Regions from separate parts of the Zea mays genome. Here region 2 is linked to region 1. A link is a contact called in public Hi-C data. All regions are on one chromosome and are shown on one strand. Each heading gives the region's core, a stretch centred on a gene start, on an enhancer-like site or on the middle of the called end of the contact. The rest is flanking DNA. Distances are from core to core; before and after follow the strand shown. Region 1 has its middle 11 kb from the start of LOC103646416. Region 2 holds the start of LOC100217235 (RR1-Corn type-A response regulator).

The links. Hi-C and Micro-C count contacts between places; a contact is called where the count stands out from the background.
Region 2: a Hi-C map of bundle sheath shows a contact between it and region 1, with 3 times the contacts expected there. The contact joins the promoter of LOC100217235 here to the enhancer-like site in region 1. A contact is called at or near these places in 8 of 25 Hi-C or Micro-C datasets (bundle sheath, ear, endosperm and 2 more) and 1 of 3 datasets of contacts at active chromatin or transcription factors (leaf).

What each region holds. Positions count from the first base shown.
Region 1 is chr2:49,165,502-49,170,291 of Zm-B73-REFERENCE-NAM-5.0, forward strand. No RefSeq gene overlaps it. Among protein-coding and RNA genes, the nearest start is that of LOC103646416, 11 kb to the right of the region's middle. Within about 2 kb of position 2,905, at least 20 of the 20 cell types and tissues checked have an H3K27ac peak or open chromatin away from gene starts, as enhancers often do. A contact at or near this core is called in bundle sheath, ear, endosperm and 2 more, where this site is marked.
Region 2 is chr2:49,242,084-49,246,873 of Zm-B73-REFERENCE-NAM-5.0, forward strand. LOC100217235 (RR1-Corn type-A response regulator) reads left to right here and starts at 2,581. Exons shown (of 6, transcript NM_001143590.1): 1 at 2,581-3,096; 2 at 3,224-3,285; 3 at 4,137-4,214; 4 at 4,336-4,406. The coding sequence starts at 2,973.

The DNA.
Region 1 (4,790 bases), core at 1,655-4,154:
AGCTAATCTGAACTAAGATAACATGTAGGTGTAGGGAGGCCACACAATGACAATTTGAAAGCATACAAATAAGGCTTAGAGGCTACAAATCTCTTAATGCTGTGCAAAGAAATCCACGTACAGATCAATGATCTCTGGTCAGTAAACTGTTAACCATTGGTAGGCATATAGTCAAGGACACACTGCTACCGCTGCTGAATCAGTGTACCTAAGCTCTTATTAATGAACTACAGATCAATACACTCTATTGGTTATCTTTGTTCGTAACAAGATATACAACATATTGCAGTGTCATTCTTTCTCCGCTTACTTCCAGCCATGATCATTTAACTATCAAAGAGCGCCGAAATCAGAAATGGTTCCACAAAAAAAAGGCTCAGCGGCAGTGCGGAAACGCAGCTGCAGATATCACACATCGAACTGGATGGAAGCGGCCATACGTGAACCCAAACACCCAGAAGAGAAGCAAAAAAAACATCTCAGAGAAGAGAAAAGCAGCCGCCAAAACAGTTAAACAGCAAAAAGCAAAGCACCTAAAAGGCATGGAAGGCGGAAGGCATCACGCACCAGCATCAGTCCTGTCGTTAGTAACCCCGTTGTGCGGCTCCCGGCAGTAGCAGCAGCAGGTGGCCTTGGACACGCAGACGCCCATATCGATCCAAGAGAGCCCGGAGACGGAGGGCGGAATAAAATCCTAAGGGTGACCTCCGCATTGATCCGCTCTAGGCCGTACTCGACGTTGGCCTCGAGGAGCCCCCCATGGACGAACACTGAGTCGCCCACTACAAGCACGGTAGGGAGGTCAGCCAGGAACCGGCGCGAAATGGACCCGTCGGGTCGGAGGGCGGCGAGGCGGGACCGCATCCCATCCCAGAACTCCAGCTTGACGCCGGGGAAGGACTTGGGCACGCCGAGAAAGGGGTTCCTCGGCTGCGGGTTGAGGTGCTCGCCGCAGCGGCGCTTGATGGCGAGCACCGCGGTACCACCCTGCCTAGGCGCGCGGTGGGGCGGCGGGGCGGGCGCGAGGTAGCGGTGGGCTGGCGGTGAGGCAAGTAGCGGCGGGCGCGCGCGTGGTAGACAGGGAAAAGAAGACAGACGCGCGGGGTGAGACCGTGAGAGAGATTTAGGTTTTTAGTTAAGTTCGACGGTGTCCACGTGGCCCACGAATTTAAGTTAAGAACGTGGGTACCCACGTTCCAAATACGATAAGTTCGACGTTTTACGACGGGCTCACGAATTTAATATAAGAACGTGGGTACCCACGTTCTTAAGTTAACCCACGAACATAACTCAATTAAGAATGTCAGTACCCACGTTTTTAAATTAACCCACGAACATTTATTAGTTTCTTGTAGTGGAGCAACTCCAGTAGTTATCTAAAAGACTTCCTAAATCAATAATTTAGGTAGTTAATATAAAAACTATTCTCCAATAGTTCTCTAAATGAACTTTCTAAATTTAACAACTTGTCATCTAACCTCATTTTCTCTCTACATTTGGCAACCATTTAACAACTCCCTAAACAAAAATGTTGACTGCATTATATAGTTTTTGTGACTTATTTTTTATGTGGATAGATACAAAACAAAATTACAATCTATATTTAGAGAACTATTGGAGAACTCATATTTTTTTACTCCAAAAGTCATTTAGCAACTTCTTAAATCTGTGATTTAGAGAGCTAAAATTTACATAACTATTGGAGTTGCTCTAAGGAGGAGTTAAATTATGCTAATCAACTCTGGATCCGCCGCTAAGCGCTATAGGATGCAGCAACATAGGCACATAGCTTCATTGACACCGTACTACCGTGTCACCGTACTCCACTTAAATTGAACCTTTGAACCCACCGTATCCAGCAAAAAGATCCATCGCAAGTCCACAGCGAATGAATGGAAAAGCTGCAAAGGCGCATTAGTTATACTAGGTACATCTGGAAAAGAAAAAGGCAAGGCGGCTTTTATTAATCCGCCTCTACCTGATCGATCCGCGCGCGCGCCGAGATCAAGTGGTCGACCAAGACGCTAAAACCACCTTACTACTCGTATTTGTTTACGGTAAATCTCGGGCTATACGTAGATGACATGGAGTATGGGTCTGGGGGGTGAACGAGGTCCCGCCGCCGCATGGGCCGGCTGCTGTGCTCCTCCCGTGGGCCGTGCCGTGCCGTGCAGGTGCAGCTGGCAGTGCCTGCTGCTGCTGCTGCTGGCTGCTCCTCCACACTTCATTGATCACGCCACGCCCCTGGTCACTCGATGCGGCGATAGATCCGGAGCTGAAACAAAGGCTGCTACCCCCGAGGGAGGAATCAAAAGGCGGGGGAGCGAGTCGACCCCAAGTCAAGACCAAGACCATCGGCCATCGCAGACAAGAAAAGCTGCCGCGCTTGCTAGGAGTAGTAGTATTCCTGGTCGCGCTACTCCTGCAGCTGCAGCCTGCAGGCGTGCAGTGCAGCCGATCCCCGGTCCGACCAAACTCAGATAGCGCCGGCGGAACCCGCCCTTAAGACACTGCATCGGCTGTCGCGTCGTATCCCCCTCGCGATCCGCTCCACCACCCGGTCCGGCGACGCGCCAACCTCCGCTTCCGTGCGTGACACTTGCCAGCCACACGAGTACGTACGTACAGCATGGCATGGGGGGAGGACAGGACGTACGCTTGCCGGTCGAACGAGCTCTTCTCTTCGAAAACCGAGTTTTCCTTGGGCGGCGGCAAGCGCACGGCCGGACTACGGCCAGTGTTTCCGTGACGTTGCTGTGGTGTAATAATGTACTCTACTGTGTATCGAGTCTGGCCTGTCTGGGTGCATTGCAGGAACTTGTTTCACTACACGTAGTACACGGATCAATCGCGGTGCGCTGGGTCAGCTAGATACGTGCATCCTGGACCTGGGCTGGGCCAGCACTGGCGCGCTAACACGAGCGCACGCCCGCACACTGCAGTACCGGAGTGCCGGCAACGTCGTATAGTACTGCGCACCGCTTCATTTATCCCCCGCGGCCGGCTGCACAGCAGCAGACTCCTTTTTTTTTTCTTCTTCTTCAGAGGATCCCGCAAAATATCGCCAAAATGAAGACGCCTGATCTCTTTGAAAAGGATTGCAGGAGGCGCTGCCACTCTGGCAGGTAGATCTGGTGGAGCCCGCCCGCCCGCAAATCTGGGGCCACCGGCGACAGAGTTCACGCTAGTACTGTAGACCGGGGCAGGCAGGCAGGCAGGCGGCAGGACAAGGCGAACATTACAAAGCCACCGCGCCCCACAGTAGTAGTGGTGGAGTACCCGTGCCTGCCCGCAGATCCCCGGATCCTCCTCGGGGATCCGGCGACCCGGACGCGCCAACCGACCGCCACTCGTACGTACGCTGGTCGCGGGGCGGATCTCTCCCACACCGACGCCGCGTCGTACTCGTACCGCAGGATCCCGGGGAGTCAATGCCCCACCCCCCTCCGTTTTCGGCGCTTCAATGCGCGCGCGGGCGTGAGGGCCTAGCTACTAGCCTGGGACTCGGGAGGATCGGATCGGATCGGATCGGACGGACGGCAGGGCTACGGGGGGGATCCGGCGCCGCTCCTCGCGGTCGGGTCGTGGAACGCACGGCCGGCGCGGCGCGACGTACGCGTACGTGGCCCGAGGTTGATGCGATCCCGGGAGGGGGGAGAGCCGTGCGTGCTTTTGTGCTTCGGATCGGGGCGACTGGTGAAACTGAAACCCACGCGCGCGGGGAGAGCCGGACGGACAGGCTGGTCAAGGGGCCGGCCGCGGTACGGCGGGGTGCCTTCTTTTTCATGGCAGCAGCGGCGGCAGCACGGGGCACTCCTATCCGGACGACGCACGGCGCGCTACTTCGCCTTCGTCGGGTCTAAACGACGCTGTACGAGCAATGCCAGTAGAAGACTAGTATCTCGGAGTAGAAAATCGCCTGTCCCTTGTTTGACGTGTTTTTCCTCATTTCTGGAAGGCCGGGATGAGTAGCGCGAGAGTCGCGACGACCAGCAAGGACACCCACCATACCAGGCCAACCTGGGACTGAGCCCCGTCCCCGTGACGTGAGAGAGAAAAGAAAGAAACCTCGGCAGCGGTGGGGTTGGGTGGGTGTCGCTGCGCTGGCCGCTGGTGGGGTGGTGGGTCTAGCGAGACGGCGATGAGATGAGCGAATCCACGAGACACAAAAGACCCGTCGAGCAGAGGACGCGTGGCCTCTGCCCTGCTCTGCTCTGCTCGGACCACGACCACGACCATCCATCCACTCCGTTCCATCGAGGATCTTGCCGAGATCTGCCCGTGTTTATTAAGCCCCACCCCCGATACACACCCGATCGATCGCCCGTCCCCCACACAGATTTGGGTTTTGTCCGCTCCAGATCCTCCCGTCCCGTCCTCACCAGAGTCTCCTGCGTGCTGCCGTCTCGCCGAGGCCGCGGGGAGGCGACGCGAGCAGTTAGTCTGTCCCCGCCTGGACTGACTCCGACCGCTACTCGTAAGCACGGCTCATTAAGATTTGTTTGACGTCGTATTAGGGGCCTCCGCATGGCATGGAACACACCAAGCTGAGGAGACCTGCCGGCTCGGGTCCCTGCGCTGCGCCGCGCGTACTACCAGCAGTAGTAGTACACATCGTTGCTATCATCGGATCTCTCGCCCGGTCACCCCCCCTCTGTAGATACGGCAGGTCCTGGTCATGCGATGCGTATCAGGAGTACGCGTCCACTTCCTTCCACAGAGGTCCACTCTCTATCTGTTTGCGCCAGTGGACGAAGCAGGGGGAGAGTACGTGGAACACTGCACATACA
Region 2 (4,790 bases), core at 1,331-3,830, 76 kb after region 1:
TTAAGCATTAGATAACTAGAGTTCCATCTAGTATTGCAGTCAAGAGCTATCTTTTTGTCATATTTACCCTTCATTTGCATTGCCATTTTTCTCAATTTTCTCATGTCTTTTAGGTGTGGCAGACCAAAATCCAACAATCTCTCTAATACTATCAATTCCATGTTCCATTACACTCATTCCATCTTTCACAACAAGGTTTAAAACACGGCAAGCACATCTCATATGGACTAATTTACCTTGTAACATACAAGATGAGAGGGGCAACTTGCCTTTCATAGTGTCCATTCTTTGTCTGAGGTTCTCATTGGAGGTCGAACCATATTTCTCATAACACTATCATTTATGCTACAATTATCAAGAGTTATAGTAGACAAATTCCTCTCAATATGCCAGTCAAGGAGAACATCATGAAGAAGATCAGCAATAACCTCAGCTGTATGTGGAGCTGGAACATATAGGAACCTACACAAAATAAGTTCAACATTATATAATATAAGGATATTAATTGAAGAAGTTAGGACATAAAGAACAGTAGGGTTATTACCTAATAAGAAAACTCTTTAGCTTCCAATCATCATCTATAAAGTGTGTTGTCACGGCCATGTAGCCTTTCTTTTGGTGGTTTGCTGTCCATAAATCAGAAGTAATAGCAACTCGAGAACTCAACTTCCGAAAATACTTCAACATGGATTGTTTTTGCACTTCATACATATCAAGGATATCCTTCCTAAGTGTATTCCTAGACACTACTTTGAATAATGGTTGCAATGCTGCACAAAACTTGCGAAATCCAACATGGTCCACCATAGATAAAGGGTACTCATGGATAATAGTCATTGATGCAAGCTCTTTTCTAGCTATTTCTTGATCAAAAACATATTTCTCCAAAATCACAGTCCCATCATGTGGATTTGCAGTCAATTTAAGAGACGACTATTTTATACCTTTTCTAACAGCCCTATCTGGACAAATCTCAAGATGGCCACTCAAGTGACTTGTACCATTTCTTGTGTCCCCTCCTAGATGCTTCTTACACCATTTGCATTTTGCTTTCCAAACCCCATTTAACTCAATTCTATCAAACTCTAACCAAACTTTAGATTTTAATTTTGGTCCTGGTTTCCTCTTACTACCAACAGCAACATCATCCTCTATTTTTAACACATCACCTGCTGCAGTTGCTAAATCAGATGGAGGTGCTCCTGCTGCTGCACGTGCACGGGTTCAAGGGCCCGCTGCTGCTTCTGTTTCCACTTGAGATCCAATAGCTGCTCCGGTTGTAGGAGCATGAGAACTACTAGTACCTGGAGTCGACATTTCACTTCACCCTAATATTCTGAAAAAATGCAAAAAGTTAAAGGGACCCTAAGAACTACTAGCTGCATAACTAATCTATACTAATCTATACTGCTATACTTACCTGTCACCAACAGGAGTCACTGAGGGGCCGAGGGGCGAGGCGGCGAGCGGAGGCCGGACGAGGGAGGCCAAGGTCTAAGCCGCCGGCGCCGAGGGAGAGGTTGCGGTGACTGGGTGAGGCCGTGAGGGACGAGCGCCGCCGAGCGGAGGCCGGAGGCGGAGGCAGTCAGGCGCAGGCGCGCCGCGCAGAGCCGCAGACGCGGTGAGTCGGTGACCGAGTGACACGTAGCAGGTGACGGCGTGACGCGCAGAGCCGGAGCCCGGAGACGCGGTCGCGGTCTCGCGGAGTGACGCGCAAACGCGAGGGCGGTGGCCGGTGAGGCGAAGGCGAGCGAGAGCGACTGCGTGCGTTTGTGCTTGTGCGTGGCACTGCGGCAGGCGGCAGCGTGGGTTGGTGGCCGATTGGCGGTGGGCACTACCGCTACGGTGCTAGGGTTTTCAATGTGGGGCTAGGCTGGCTAGTTTCAATTAGTGGGCTGACTCTTTACTACGGGTTTCGGGTCCCCGCAAAAAAACCCACGGGTGAAAATATAGAACCACCCCGAAACCGAATTAATCCGGGTCCCCGAAACCATGGCCCCGCGGGTAAAAATTTAAACCCGCCCCGAACACCGTCGGGTCTAAAACCGCGGGGACCCGACCCGAACCCGCCCCATTGCCAAGCCTATTCAGAGCAGCCTGCTAGAAACAAAGCTGAAACGAATATATCTATAGTGAAGAGTGAAAATATGATGGACTAACTTATTACTCAAACCAAACACCCTATTAGAGTATAGATTATAACTAGTTGAGTTGCAACCATGCATGGCCTTTTTTTTTTGCCATTGTTTCTTTAAAAAGCAGCAAAGGGCACCTAGCCCGAAGTCGGATTTTATTGCCGCATAATCTTTCTGGCGATCAAGAAAGAGAAGGGGCGAAAATGATGAGACGGAAAAAAAGGTTGGAGGGATGAAGAAAAAGAGCCGAAGGTTGAGGGGACTAGGAGGGAGGGTGGTGTGTGGAGAGATTCCCCGACAGCAAAATCTAGAGGGGAAAGCAATTCCCGTGCCCCGCCAGCCACCCTTGCTGCGGGACCCACTGGGCGAGCGTGTGGGGCCCGCGCGCCTCCCCTTCGTTCTCTTCTTTCGTTCTTCAGACAGTGTCTCCCTAGTCCCTCCCTCTCTTCCCGCTCTCCTCCTTCATCAGTCATCACACACGCCTGCGGCCTGCCTGCCTGCCTGCCTGAGTCCTGACACCATACTATACCTCCACCTCCCCGGCCCTGTCCTACTAGCCGTCAGAGGTTTGCCGCCTCCTCGCTCCTCGTCTTCATCACCCCCTCTCTCTCTCTTCCTTCGTCCTCGACCTGTGGCCACCTGTGGCGTCACGCTTTATAAGAGCACGCGGCCGGCAACCATCTCCCTTGCCACCCACAAGTAGAGAAGAATCTTTTGTTGCTGACGCCTGAGACGCTGGCACTGCCGCCGCGCCGTCTGGAGAGAAAGAGCAGAGGGACACTGAAGCAGAGGAGCCGAGGGGTAGCGACGAGAGACGAGCGAGAGCGGCCGACGGAGATGGAAGCAGGAGGAGCAGGAGCGGAGGGGGTGATGAGGGTGCTGCTGGTGGACGACTCCCCCGTCGACCGCCGCGTGGCGCAGCTGCTCCTCAGCAGCAACTCCTGCGCCGGCTCATTCCACGGTCAGCCACATCTCCTGTGAGCTGAGCTCACACAGCCACACCTCCTCCCAATTTTCTTTCTTATCGATTCTTTCGCCGTGTTTTAGAATCAAATTCTAAACAGCTCGTGTAACAATGTTTCATCCAGTCATCGCCGTCGACAGCGCCAAGAAGGCGATGGAGTTCCTCGGCCTCAAGGACGGCGGCAAGGTAACCAGAGCCGAACCACCTGCCTCTGCCTCCCTCCTCGATGCTCATTTCAGAGTCAGAGACCATCCGCCGAGCTTTGCCTGAAGGCGGATACGTACACCAGCGCAGGATTAGTAGTAGAATTAGCAAACCGATCACACAGAGAGGGTGCTCCAGCTGGAGCTGACACAGAGAGGGTGCTCAAGGACGGCGGGTACTCCAGTTGGAGCTCACACAGAGAGGGTGCATGGCAGCATGGGCTCCTGCACCACCTGCCGGCCCAGCGCCGCCGGCCGCGCCGTACCGTACGGCCCACGCGTCCGTCTGCCGTCTGCGCATGCGCGCGTGACGGCTTCTGTTCTCCGCCCCCCTTTTGGAAGCAAAAGGTCGCCGCTTTTCATGGCGGTAAAGCAAAAGAAAAAAAACCTGCCGTGCCGTCCGTCTTACGCCCACAGCCCACACTCCCACATGCTCTCACTGGCTCACTGCTGCTGCCTCTCCACAGAGCTGCGTTTTTGTTTATATAGTGCTGCTGCTGCCCTAATACTAGTGAGCTAATATAGAATGCTTTATGACAGTGTTACGGCCGCATTAGAGGCAGCGGCAGTGGTTAAATATGAGTCTTGATTTTGGCATGTCCTGTAAAAGCTCAGCACGGGATGGGGAGAGCGTAGCAGGGAACTAGGGACAGTATGGTGCCTACACTCTGGGCTCCTTTACTTTACCTTTCCTTTTCTTTTTCTTTCAGGGCTCCCTTTTTTTTACCTTAAATTTCTGTGCCTCAAACAGTTCAGTTCTTTCTTTATTTATTTATTTATTATTACCACCTTATTAAAAATGTTGAGCTAAGCCAAACTTGCGACACTTTGCAGGAGCAGGCCATCGACATGGTGCTCACGGACTACTGCATGCCAGAGATGACCGGCTACGACCTGCTCAAGGCCATCAAGGTACTTTTGCCGCTGCTGCAATGCAAGATCTGTCACCGCGGCATTTTCTGTAGGATGCGTTCGCTTAATTTCTGCATGTGTCCCAACCTCACTCGCTGCAAATTACCCCTAAACTTCGCAGGCGCTGAACCCGCTGAAGCCGATCCCTGTCATCGTCATGTCGTCAGAAGACGAGCCCCAGAGGATCAGCCGGTGAGCCAACCAACCTAGTCGTTCTCCTCTTTTCAGCACCGGTTCTTTGTTTTCCCTGGCAGAGTTGGTCGATTAGTAGTATTCAATAAAAAAAAGAAAAAAAGATAAGAGAAGAGAGAGTACTAAAAGTTACTCCCTCGGTTTCTTTTTAGTTATCACTGAATAATTTAATTTTGCACTATCTAGCGACAATCCTTCCCCTTTCTGAATGCCTGCTGAGCGCTGACTGATGCAGCAGGAGACGTGGTTAAAACCCCAGGCCTGAAAGGTCGCCGTGATTTGTCACGGTGCCTCGGTCTCAGTGCACATTCACTCGCTCGGCCCGTGACTGTACTACTGATTACTACTGAGGAGTAGTAGTACGTACGTGTAGGTGTGTAGGCG